Regions from separate parts of the Gossypium hirsutum genome. Here regions 1 and 2 are each linked to region 3. The links are chromatin contacts, called in public Hi-C maps. All regions are on one chromosome and are shown on one strand. Each heading gives the region's core, a stretch centred on a gene start, on an enhancer-like site or on the middle of the called end of the contact. The rest is flanking DNA. Distances are from core to core; before and after follow the strand shown.

Region 1 (4,031 bases), core at 1,062-3,561, 190 kb after region 3:
TAGATGGAAGGAGATCCAAATATTGGACCACTTGGTAAAGACAATGGTAAATTTATTTACCTTGTGGATTATTCAGCTAAATTGCCATCACCAGTCCAAGAAACTCCTCCAAAGCTTTGCAATTCTCCTCCTACTCCAAAACCTCTTCCTCCACAAAATTTTGCATCTCAAAGAAAACCAAAACCTTTTCCCCAACCATGTTATAAAAAGATAAACAAATGGGTTCAGAAAAATCCTTTGCCTGAACCAAAACCAATTCTCGTCGTATGTATGTTACAACCTTTTTCAGGAATATCATATGACAAAGAATTTCCACCTCTTGAGGAATACACTGAAAAGAATTATACTTATGCACCTGAAATCCCTTCCAAAATCCAAATTGACATTTCTGCTGCATTTGCAAAAATAAATGCTGCAGAAGCTACTCTTAACTGGTAGACTGAAAATGCTTTGACTCAGAATCAAACCTTGAAAAGAATTGATTCAAAGATCTCAGCTGTTGAAAACAAAGTTAATGACAATACAAAAATGGTAAAAGATCTTATCAATCTTTTGCAAAAAAGATTGGATGTTGTGGCTAAAGAGCCAACTGCCCCAGGACAAGATTTCTTTTGTCATTTAGCGTAAAGAGAAAAAGAAATCCAAAATCTCAAAGAATAAATTAAAGTGCTTTAAGAAACTGGCAAAATCCTAGCATCATCTCCACGATCAGAATCAGTGGAGTTGTTTCCTTCGATTCATCAGAAAAATACAATTCCAGCTGAAAGATTTCGTATTACCTTTCCAAAATTTCCAGAACGGACTAAACCTAGTACCTATGAAATATTTCTGGAAATCAAAAAATAAGAAGCTGAAAAGAAAAAGAAGAAAAAAGCCACTGAAGAAGCTGAAATGGCTAAAAGGAAGAAGACTGTCAAGAAGAAATTAGACTTGGCAAAAGGCCAGTAACAGACAAGTCTCCTCCAAAATCACCTCCTCCAAAACAAGCTTCTAAGTCTCTGATGATTCAACAAAACCAGAATCAAAATCCATTGACAACTTTTTTAAAGGATTGTAAGGATTCAATGATCCTAAAATTTTCAGCTTTATAGCTCCAAGAGTAACAATCAGACACTAATATTGATTGGTTTGATTCAAATTCATCATCAGATTCATCATCAAAATGTCAACCAAAGGAAGAAAGCATTTCAAAAGTTTTACAAACCCAGCCAAAGGTGGAACAATCAGATGACGAAGATATGTCAGAAGCACCAGAATTATCTTCATCACAGAATCGTCCTACACAAAAAACCTCTATTGGTAGAACCACCTTTGCTCTTGATGATATTCCACAAGAAAAATGGCCAAATAGAATTCAAGAATTTCACTCATGGCTTGAAACTCGTAAGCTTACTGAAGAAAGCAATTACAATATCCTTATGGAATTTGTATCCAGGTTTATTAGAATGTTGCTAGATTAGTGGAATTCAATTAGCCAATAAGATCAAATGCAATGTTTAGTCCTCCAAGACCTTGCCCAACCAATACGACGAGAGTTTTACAAAAGAAAATGTTGCTCGTATGGCAAAAGAGACCTAGCAAAGCATTTTAAAATAATGACTAGATTATTTTGTGCTTTAGGTCTTAATTCAAATCTAAAGCCCGTAATTCTTTCATCTCTTCCGAATCCTCTCCAGGTTGCAGTCAATCAAGCTCTCCAAAGGCAAAATAAATACATTCTTCATTTAACAGTTGGAGAAATCCAACAATAAGTTTTTATTACCTTAGAAGACATTTGCAACAGGAGAAAAATATTCAAAGACTATCTCCATGGTGACAAGAGGATTGATCGTGCATGTGATGAATCCTATTTAAAATATAAATGCCCTAAAGACAAGTCTTGTGTCTACCGTTCTAAGAAAAATAAACATTTTCTGAAATATTCTTTTTCAAAGAAAACAACTTCTTCAAAATGGAAGAGAAAAAGGCCACAATAGAAGTATCTCAAGAAGAAGCGAGAATCAACAAAGTCTGATCGTTGTTACATTTGCAAGCAAAATGGGCATTATTCAAGAGATTTTCCAAGAAATAAGAAGAGGGCAAAAAAGATTGTACAATTGATTCAACAATCAGGAATAAAGATAAAAAAGAAGATGATATATAGTCCGTTTGTTCCATTGAAGATGAACCATCAGAAAGGGCTATTTGTGCTATTCTTGCATATCCTGATGAAATCTCAGATTCAGATTCAGAATATTCAGATGTTCATATGCTACAAGCCCAAACCCAAAAGGACAATGGCAACATGATACCAGTTCCCTGTATTCCTGTTAAAATCTATTTAGACAAATATAGTAAGCCCATTACTGTAATTGCCTTTATAGATACTAGAGCAGCTGAAACCATTATGAACCCAAATGTTTTACCCACAAATTGGTGGAAGCCACATGTCAGGTACTTTAATTCCACTGCAGACCATCCTTTTGCTACCCACTTGATTAGTAAGCCTATTACTATTCAGTTCTTTCCAGGTTGTGTTAAAACTACAGTATTGGGTTCAAAACTCCTAGAAAAAGATATTGTAGTGGGTTTTGACCTTTACACAAAAGCTTAACACTTAAGGGTCCTTCTTGATGGAGTATGTTTCAAAAATCTGTTTCAACCTTTTGTCTCCATACCTAAACTTTTCTCTATCTAGTCAGAAAAAATTCTCCAAATTGTCCAATAGCTTAAAGAAAAATCTTATGCAGACTCTCATTCAGAATTCCAGCTTAAATGTTCAAATCCTTTATGGAAAAATTTTGAATTCTTTATTACCCTTCAATTTAAGAAAAGTGAAGGCATAAACTCAACAAAAGCCAGTCATATGGGTATGAATCTAGATCATTTGTTGCTAGCAGAATAAGAATGCAAAGAGCTTCAACAACAAGATTTAATTGAGCCATCAAATTCTCAATGAGCATGTGAGGCTTTCTATGTAAATAAAATATTTAAACAAGCCAGAGGAAAGTTAAGATTGGTTATTAATTACCAACCTCTTAACCATTTCCTTAAAAGATGACAAATTTCCGTTACCAAACAGAAATTCTCTTTTCTCCAGTCTGGCTAAAGCAATGATATTTTCAAAATTCAACCTCAAGGCAGGATTTTGGCAACTAGGAATCCACCCAGATGACAAATTTAAAACAGGGTTTTGTATTCCTAACAAGCATTTTCAGTGGAAAGTCATGCCATTTGGATTAAAAACTACTCCTTCATTATTCCAAAAGGCAATGATAAAAAATTTCCAACCTCTGATGGAAAATGCGTTGATCTATATTGATGGCATCCTTCTTTATAGTCCAAATGAAGAATTTCATGTTCAACTTCTGGAAGAATTCAAATTCCTCATTCTCAAACATGGGATAATGCTCTCAGAAAAGAAGATGCAAATCAATAAACTAGAAATTGAATTCCTGGGAATGACACTGAAAGATGGACAATACTCTCCAAGACCACATATTGCACAAGAACTTCTTAAGTTTCCAGATGAAAACCTGTCTAAAAAACAAGTTCAACAATTCTTAGGGATTGTTAATTATCTTAGAGACTTTATTCCTAAGGTTTCTAAGTATATTAACCCTTTAAGAAATATGCTTAAGAAGGAACCTCCAACATGATCGTCTCATCAAACAAAAGTTGTACAACGTCTGAAAGAAATGTTACAAAATTTACCTCCACTCTAAATTCCTTTTGATGGAAAACGAATTCTACAGACAGATACCAGTGACAAATATTGGAGTGTAATATTATTTGAGGAAAAACAAGGAAAAAGACACCTTTGCGGATTCAAAAGTGGAAGATTTTTTTAAGCCGAAATTCATTACCATTCTACCTTCAAGGAAATCTTGGCAGTTAAAAAAGGTATCTCAAAGTTTGAATTTCATCTTGCAGGATATCATTTCCTTGGTGAAATGGACATGTCTTCTTTCCCTCAAACGCTCAAGTTTAAACAAAAAACAGTCTTACACCCTCAGCTCCTTAGGTAGGCTGAATGGTTTTCCAATTTTCTT
Region 2 (4,082 bases), core at 926-3,425, 190 kb before region 3:
TCCCATGCCGACACCGGCCTCTCCGCCGCCACCGTATGGCCGGAAGCTGTTTTCCCTAGCATTTGAGTAGCAAATATAGTAGAACTTATTGACAATAGCAGTCAAGAAAATGAAGGCAGCCCCTGCACCAAACACTCCCTTCCTCAAAGTTTCACAAGACGGTGGCTGCTCGCTGAAGATGGTCCGGTATTTTGTGTGGTATGCATTCCGTACTGATCCGGCCAACAAACATATCTCGGCTATTAGGAAAAATAGCCTGCCATACACATGCAATTCAAAGAATGAGTGAAACCATTCAAATATGTAAAAACCATAAATTTGACCTAAAGTTGGTTACATACCAGCAAACAATGAAAAGGATGACTGCCCAAGCCCTTGAACCACTAGGGTTCAAAGCCTTTCCACAGCAAAAGCATCGGCTGGCAACCATTATAAGGACTTGGCTAGCCATGAGGAACAAAAATGCACCAACACCATAGCCAGTTGCTATGTCTGAGTTATACACACAATAGTTGTATTGAATTTCATTATCCTGCACAATCTTGGCCTGCCATTAAACATATACCCAATGTTAGCTGCTTTGAGTTGAAGCGGAATAAAAAATCCTTCTCAATAATCATGTTGGATATATACCTTTGATCCCGATAAAATTATCATGGAGACCCTTATATTATGAATCAGATTGCATTTTATCTCCTCTACTCAGAAAATAAACAGATTAATTCCTATACGTTAGATTAAGGAGCAAATAGGTCTTTCATGTTGAAATTTTTATCCATTTTAATTGTTAACAACTAACATAGCAAACGTCACATGTACCTCATGCTGACGTGCAAAGACTAGTTTTTAACGGTAGAAATGGATGGAAACTTTAACAGAAAAACCAATTTACTCTTTGATCTAATGCACAAGTGCTAACTTGCCCATTTTTTAAGTAACAATCTGACTCATAATACAAGAGCCTTCAAGATACTTTTACCCTTTGATTATATATTAGAATACTAGAACGTGTTAGAAGATCAGCTATCATACTTTATATTAAAGTATCATATATGGTACAATAAACAAAAAGCAATATCTTGAAGCTTGGTTGTCAATAATTTAGTCAACATCACCGATTAGATCATAAAATATTGTTTCAAAAGATGAAACAGATTGGCTTCTAAATCTAGCAAAGACTAGTTCTTCCATTAGACCCTGGGGTGAAAAGCCAGTGTGATGGGGTAAATTTATAAAAGTTTGGGGTTCAAAGCTAAAGAATTTATAAAAGCTCTGTATTAAAATGGCTTAATTGATTTTTTAACTTCTTGAGAGGAGCAAAAATGTAAATTTTGAATCTAACAAAGGGATTAAATTGAATCAATAACATTTTGGAGCGGCTAAAGTTAAAGTTGAACAATTTAACCAAGGGGACCAGGCACCTTTTTTAAGTTAGTGAAAGAGGATCAAAACCATAAACTCAGATCTATTATTTTTATAGAAATTCAGCTGAGATCTGGTGAAGTTCATACACAATTCAGAATTATAAAATGATGGAATCAATTTCCGTTACTATTTGATTAGAAAGAGAATACATATATATGTATGTGCATGTGTATATATACAGGCACACAAAAGATCAAGCTTGAATACTGTGTTTCTTTTCTTTCCCTACATCGATGGAAGCTCCAAATATCAGAAAATTCTTACATGAAACAAAAAGCGCAGAAAGCTAAAATCAACATTTACCGCTTTTTTTCAAACAAAAGAACTCACTTTCTTTTATTTTCCTTAGTTTTCCAGAAAAAAAAGGTTGCAAACTTTCAGTATACCCAGAAATCGTATGAACTAATTGTAAACCAAAACAATAAAAGAAAGTGAAGGGGAAAGTTAGCAGACTTACAGTGCTTCTTCTTTGCTCAGCTGCAACAGCTAAACCAAAAGCAATGAGATCAAGAACAAATACAGCAATCAAAAGAAGCTTAGAAGCCATGGATGAATATATGGAAAGCTAAGTTCAAGAACCCCAAACAAAGGCTTCTTCTATTTTTCTCTTTGCTTTGTTCTTTCTCTTCCTCAAACTCCCCTTGTAGCTAAATATGCAAAGGCAAATGATTAAATTTGAAGGAAAAATATGTAGTTTTTTCTTTTTAATGTATTTTCAATAAGAAAATGACACATCACCTTAACTTTGAAAATGGGTTTTCACCTCTTTGTCAAAAAAGAAAAAATTTATTTATTTCGATTTTATATATTAATTGTAATTATATTCATAAATGAGAACAAAAATAACTTTAAAATATTTAAAAATTTTGAAAAATTATAATAATAAATTTAGTTCGTAACATTTATATTTTTTTTGTAGTTTGATTCTTATTTTTTTAGTTGAATTAGATTATTAATCATTTAATAAATGTCAAAATATTTTTTAACGAAAATGCTGATTAAAATTTAATTCATTTAACAATGTTGGTATGATAAAATACATGATAATTCACGTGTATTTCATGTTAATATAATATTATGTCTTTTATATATTACATTGATAAATAATTTAAAAATCATAAAAAAATTCAACCAAATAAAGTTTAAAAAATTAACATGAAATAAATATGAATTGCTCGCGATATTTAAAAATTTAATATTTTAATTAATGTTTATGTTAAAAAAATAATTATTCTATTTTTTAATGTTGATGATTAAATTTAATTTTTTTAAATATTAAATATAAAGTTTAATATAAAAAATAAGAAATAAATTAATAAAAAATATTAAAATACTAAATTTATTATTACGTGAATAAAAATAGATTGTAAATTACTGAAGGGATGCTTATTGGGAAAGCAAATGCAGTTGGAAGGGGCATTTTAGGAGGGTTCGAGAAAGGGAATAAATACCCGCTATAATTAACTGCCCTTTTTGGAAGCCCTGGGCGTACAACATTTTACAGCATGCGGTACCAACATCTACAGCTTGTATTGCACGAAACGGAAAGGGTGATTCCATTGTTCATGATAAAGAATTGATACCCACTAAAATAAAAGTACGTTTTGTAATGTCAATTTCCGTTTTTGTTTTCAATTTTAAATTAAATTAGAAAACTTCTTTTCTCATTCCAAATATTTAATGAATTTACGTTTTAATAATTTAATTTTAAAAAGTTACAAAATAATTATTAAACTATTCAAAAAAAATTATTTAAGTCACTAGGCTGTTAAGTTTTTTTTTAAAGTTCACTTAGCAAGCTCCAATCGATTATTCGACTATCAATACAGTGAATCAGTACTCATTGGTGAATAGAATATCATATCTTAAATCTAAGTCGACCTAGTGGTTAGTATCAGAGATCAGATTTAGATTTTGGCTCACAAATTTGTAACATTCAAAACTATTTAATGAAAAAATTTAACTGTAAAAGAGAAGGGGAATTAGAGAGCTTTTGATTTGTGTAAGTAGTGCGAATAGAGAATGTCATATAACAATTTTACAATCCAACGACCTAAATGAAAACTTGTTGAAATTAAATAACCAGAATATAAATTTACTAATAATTTAGTGACTTTTGAGTACAATTTACCCATTTTTATTTTACAAAATATAGAAAGGAGAACACAAATATACTTTAACGTGTTCAAACTTACGTTCTCTTATGCTGACAATAATGTGAATATTAACTAAGTTAAGACCCAATGAATAATAAATTAATATATTTATTTTTTAAAATAAATATTAAAGTTTTATGTATATAAATGAAAATATTTTATGTGTAAATTACATTAAATTTAAATGGATATAAAAAATTAATTAATTAATATTATAGACAGTATTGATTGTATATTTAATATTGTCTTCATCGTAATAAAATGACAAAATTGATGGGGAAGAGAGTGTCGGTGAAGAGAACTAATTGCTTTCACCACGCAAAGGCAACAACTCATAAATCAACCTTTCGTTTGTTGGACACGTGAAAACAAAAATATTTCCCCTTTAAAGTTTTAGATCTACCACGTGACTAAAACGACGACGAATGGAGATTGCGTATCGCTGCCGACGAAATTAAATTTGTCATTAGAAACTACAGAAAAAAGGCTTCCTTTCGTTGG
Region 3 (3,834 bases), core at 464-2,963:
ATTGGAGTTAGTACAGAGTTGCAGGTGGAACTATAGGCAATTTATTGATGGTCTTCGTACTGCCTGGGAGGAGGGATATAAGAACTTGTTGATTGAGAGTGATAATTTGTTGTTGGTTCAGCTATTTACAATGTGTCATTAGATATTAAAGGTTTATTTTTAATTTTTTATTAAAAATAACAACACCAACCCAATAAAAGAGTAAGGGTCAAATTTTTTAAAATCTTATAACGATTAGATTTTAATGGGTTTGTATTTTTTTAATAAAATATTTATAATTTTTTTATAATTTTATGAATTTTAAATGATTTTTAAATTTTAAAAGGGCTTTATTCATTTTTTTTAAAATTGTTACTAAGGCAATTTTGATCCTTTAGTCTTAGTAGTTTCAAAAATTTCTAATTTACTTCTAATAAAATAGTAAGGGTCAAATTGAATAAATATAAAAATATTAAGGGCCAAATTTGTTATTATACCTTATATATAAATACCAAATTTTAACATAGGATTGTTTTGCTTACTCATCTAACGTAAAAGAGCTAATTTACCTATGTTTTGAATAAAAAAACTAATATACAATCTAGAATATAATACATGAAATTTGTGGTGCTTTTACCTATAAGGTATTGTGTTTATTGTTCATCTCTCCGAAATTCACTAACTAGGATTTATGTTTGTTCGCTTCTGAGTTTATGTTTGATTGTATGATTGTTGTGAATTAGTATCATGTGAATTTGTAATAATGTAATTGTGTTTTGATTGTTAGTGAAAACTTTTCATATATCTGATTACCAGTTCAAGATTTCTGTATGTTGTCTGTATATTTATATCTATAATTTTCGATTTACTACTTCATCATTTGCCTTCTGTATTTGTTTCGAAATCAGAATGAGCTTGTTTAGCTCACCCCCTTTTAGTTTCCTTCTCATGTAACTCGTGAGGTTAGATGTCGGAATCAGCAAAATGAGGGTCTATGAATTTCTAGTTTTGATTGGAGTTTTAGATTAAATTTTTATAAAGTTTGATAATATGTTTTCATTGGAACTGTAATTAAATTTCATAGGATTGTTGTATGAGTTTTGAATTTCGGACTTTCATTAAGTTTTGAGTTTATGGTTTTTGAATTAAACATGTGATGCCATGCATAAGCTTTAGTAACTGAACACAATTTTTCAACAAGATAAATAATTTATTTTTCCAATGTAAATTTATGATTTTAAGTTCGGTTATCAAAATTTTCAAACCTATTTTGGTTGTAAAAAATTTCATTCATTAAATATGAAATAGGTTCTAAGAAAGTTTTAAGCGAAAATAAGTTTATCGTGTGCAAAGAATTTTGGCAAAATTCATTTTCGGTTTAGTAAGTTGCATTTTTGAAAAGAATGTTGTACTTAAAACAGTGTTCTGTTTTGAGCCTTTTCGGTGGCTAATGTGACCTCAAAAATTCGGTCGAAACGTCTGGGCCAGGTTTTAGGATGTTACAAATTCTTTCTCCCTATGGCCGACCCTTCTTTCAAGGAAAGAGGGTGGATGACTTTGTTATTTTTAGCTAGTTTCATGCTTGATTCATGGGAGAGAAACTTCAAATGAGGAGGGGAGTTGAACAGTCACATGGAGAATTTTTATGGTTGATTTTAGATATTCTATCAAGTCTTGGGTGGCTAGCTTGGGCAACTTTATGGACGGTTGGGCCTTCTCCTCCTTAGTGGACGATTTGGACTCCTATCTTCTTAGTAGGCTGTCCATTTGTTGACCCAATTCTTAAGCTAGGTCAAAAGACTTTTCAAGGCCCAATATTTCTTTAATTGGGCATCCGAAGCTAATCATGAATCAACCCTCTTCTTTATGACTCATGCGATGGTAATGCTACAGCATTGGACATCCAAAAGGTGAGCTTCAAGATTGTCTTTTCTTCTAATGCATCAAACTGTGTCAACTTGGAAAAAAAAGTAAAATTAGCATGTAATAGGTAATCATTAAATTGTTTTTAATTTTATCCTACTTTACAAATTTATAGTAAAACCACAAATTGTTGTCAAAACACTTAGAATTTGCATGAATTACTTGTCAGAAAGTGTTGTAAATGTTTATATATTTCAGAGTTATCACACCCCCAACTTAATTCAGTACTCGTCCTGAATAATGATATATGCTATCTTACATTAGAATTCAAGGAGCCACTTCTGCAAAAATGCTTTCAAATGAAATAAACCCTTCCCATAGTCATCTGTTTAGCAAAATTATGCTCAAAAATAAAAACTTCCTGTTGAACTTGGGGTTTAAGTTGCTCACTAGTCCAGATTTATATTGGGTACTTATTTTAAGGTGCAAATATAATTTCCGGGAGGGATGCACATTGAGTATTTTATAAGTCATACTCGTCTTTTGTTTGGAAATCGTTAGCATATGTTTGGCAGCACGTACAAAAAATTATTTGTTGTTCTATTGGTGATGGTAGGTCGATACTATTGTGGTTTGATACTTGGATTGAGGATTTGGGGCCTCTAGTCCATCACTATCGTGATGTAGTGGTTGCAGGCGATAAGGTTATGGTGTGTGCTAGCGAAGAATGGGATTAGGGACGGTTGGATCTCATGCTATCCTAAGAGGCTATTTTGCGCATGGTTGGGGGTTCGGCCTCCTCTTGGTGCAAAGCCAGATATCATTTGCTGGTGATAGTAATCGATGAGGAAGTTTATGGTGGTTGAGACGTATAAGTAACTTACTCGGAAATTATGAGGTTTGAGGGATCCTATTTAGAGGGTTTTATGGTTGTTGTAAGGACGCAAAGGCTACGACATTTTCTATGGCTTATGGTAAGGGGGATGTTGCTAATAAATGTTGAATGGGTGAGGCGTGGTATGGCTGATGACCCAAGTTGTTGTCTGTGTGGGGTGGTGAAGAGGCTAACATTCATGTTTTACGTGATTGTCCTATTGTGGTTGGGACGTGGTAGAGTATTTACCTTGTCAAGTGGTTCAAGACTTCTTTTCGATACCTTATGTTTTACGTGATTGTCCTATTGTGGTTGGGACGTGGCAGAGTATTTACCTTGTCAAGTGGTTCAAGATTTCTTTTTGATACCTTTGCAAGACTGGATTATTTGAAATTTATGTCACTTCCAGGACATTGTCGTGGCAAGAGTTAGTTGGTATGTGTTGTTTAGGGCCAATTTAGCATTGCTTCTAAACAACACTTTTAGGACAAAATGCACTTTTGAGATAAAAGTATTGCTAAACAAGATGCTTTTGAGCTTTTCAAAATTACTTTTTGGGAAAAAAAATGCTTTGCAAAAGCACTTTTTTAGCCAAAATCAAAAGCATAAAATTTTAGCTTTTGTTCAAAACTATTTTTTCGCCCAAAAGCACTTTTGAGAAACAACACTAAACTAAGTGTGGGTTTGGATGGACAGTACGGTGCGTTTAGTTTACTTTTTGTCTCACATTACAGTATCACTACAGTATCTAATCTCACCACTCCCGTTGTTTTTACACTAATCGCAGGTAAACACACCATACATCCAAACTCACCTTAAGCCTTAGTGTTGTCTTGTGGCATTTATGGAAGTGACAGAACTAGTGTGTTTTTGCTAATGGTTTGGGTTGTTTTGGTGATGCTGTCAAGAAGAGCTTGTCATGGGTGGGCAAAGAGTATAATAGCTGTGGGTTTGGGAGATCAGACTCGGAAGGGGTTGGCATTTAGCTGAGATTGGTTGGATACCACCGGTTTTAGTCTGTATCAAAGTAAATTGTGATAGGGCTGTGGATATTTTAAGTGGTGTTGCTTCAGCCAAAGGTGTCCTCAATGATTGGGCTAACTGTTGGCTCATGAGGT

The links. Hi-C and Micro-C count contacts between places; a contact is called where the count stands out from the background.
Region 1: a contact with region 3 is called in a Hi-C map of hypocotyl, with 1.8 times the contacts expected there. The contact joins two enhancer-like sites. A contact is called at or near these places in 8 of 34 Hi-C or Micro-C datasets (callus, hypocotyl, leaf and 1 more).
Region 2: a contact with region 3 is called in a Hi-C map of leaf, with 2.5 times the contacts expected there. The contact joins the promoter of LOC107903550 here to the enhancer-like site in region 3. A contact is called at or near these places in 7 of 34 Hi-C or Micro-C datasets (anther, callus, hypocotyl and 2 more).

Annotation. Positions count from the first base shown.
Region 1 is chrD05:61,458,915-61,462,945 of Gossypium_hirsutum_v2.1, forward strand. No RefSeq gene overlaps it. Among protein-coding and RNA genes, the nearest start is that of LOC107903540, 6.9 kb to the left of the region's middle. Within about 2 kb of position 2,312, at least 3 of the 9 cell types and tissues checked have an H3K27ac peak or open chromatin away from gene starts, as enhancers often do. A contact at or near this core is called in hypocotyl and leaf, where this site is marked.
Region 2 is chrD05:61,075,143-61,079,224 of Gossypium_hirsutum_v2.1, forward strand. It overlaps LOC107903550, which reads right to left and starts at 2,176. Exons shown (of 3, transcript XM_016829631.2): 1 at 1,883-2,176; 2 at 342-547; 3 at 1-256. The coding sequence starts at 1,972.
Region 3 is chrD05:61,267,483-61,271,316 of Gossypium_hirsutum_v2.1, forward strand. No RefSeq gene overlaps it. Among protein-coding and RNA genes, the nearest start is that of TRNAR-ACG, 29 kb to the right of the region's middle. Within about 2 kb of position 1,714, at least 4 of the 9 cell types and tissues checked have an H3K27ac peak or open chromatin away from gene starts, as enhancers often do. A contact at or near this core is called in hypocotyl and leaf, where this site is marked.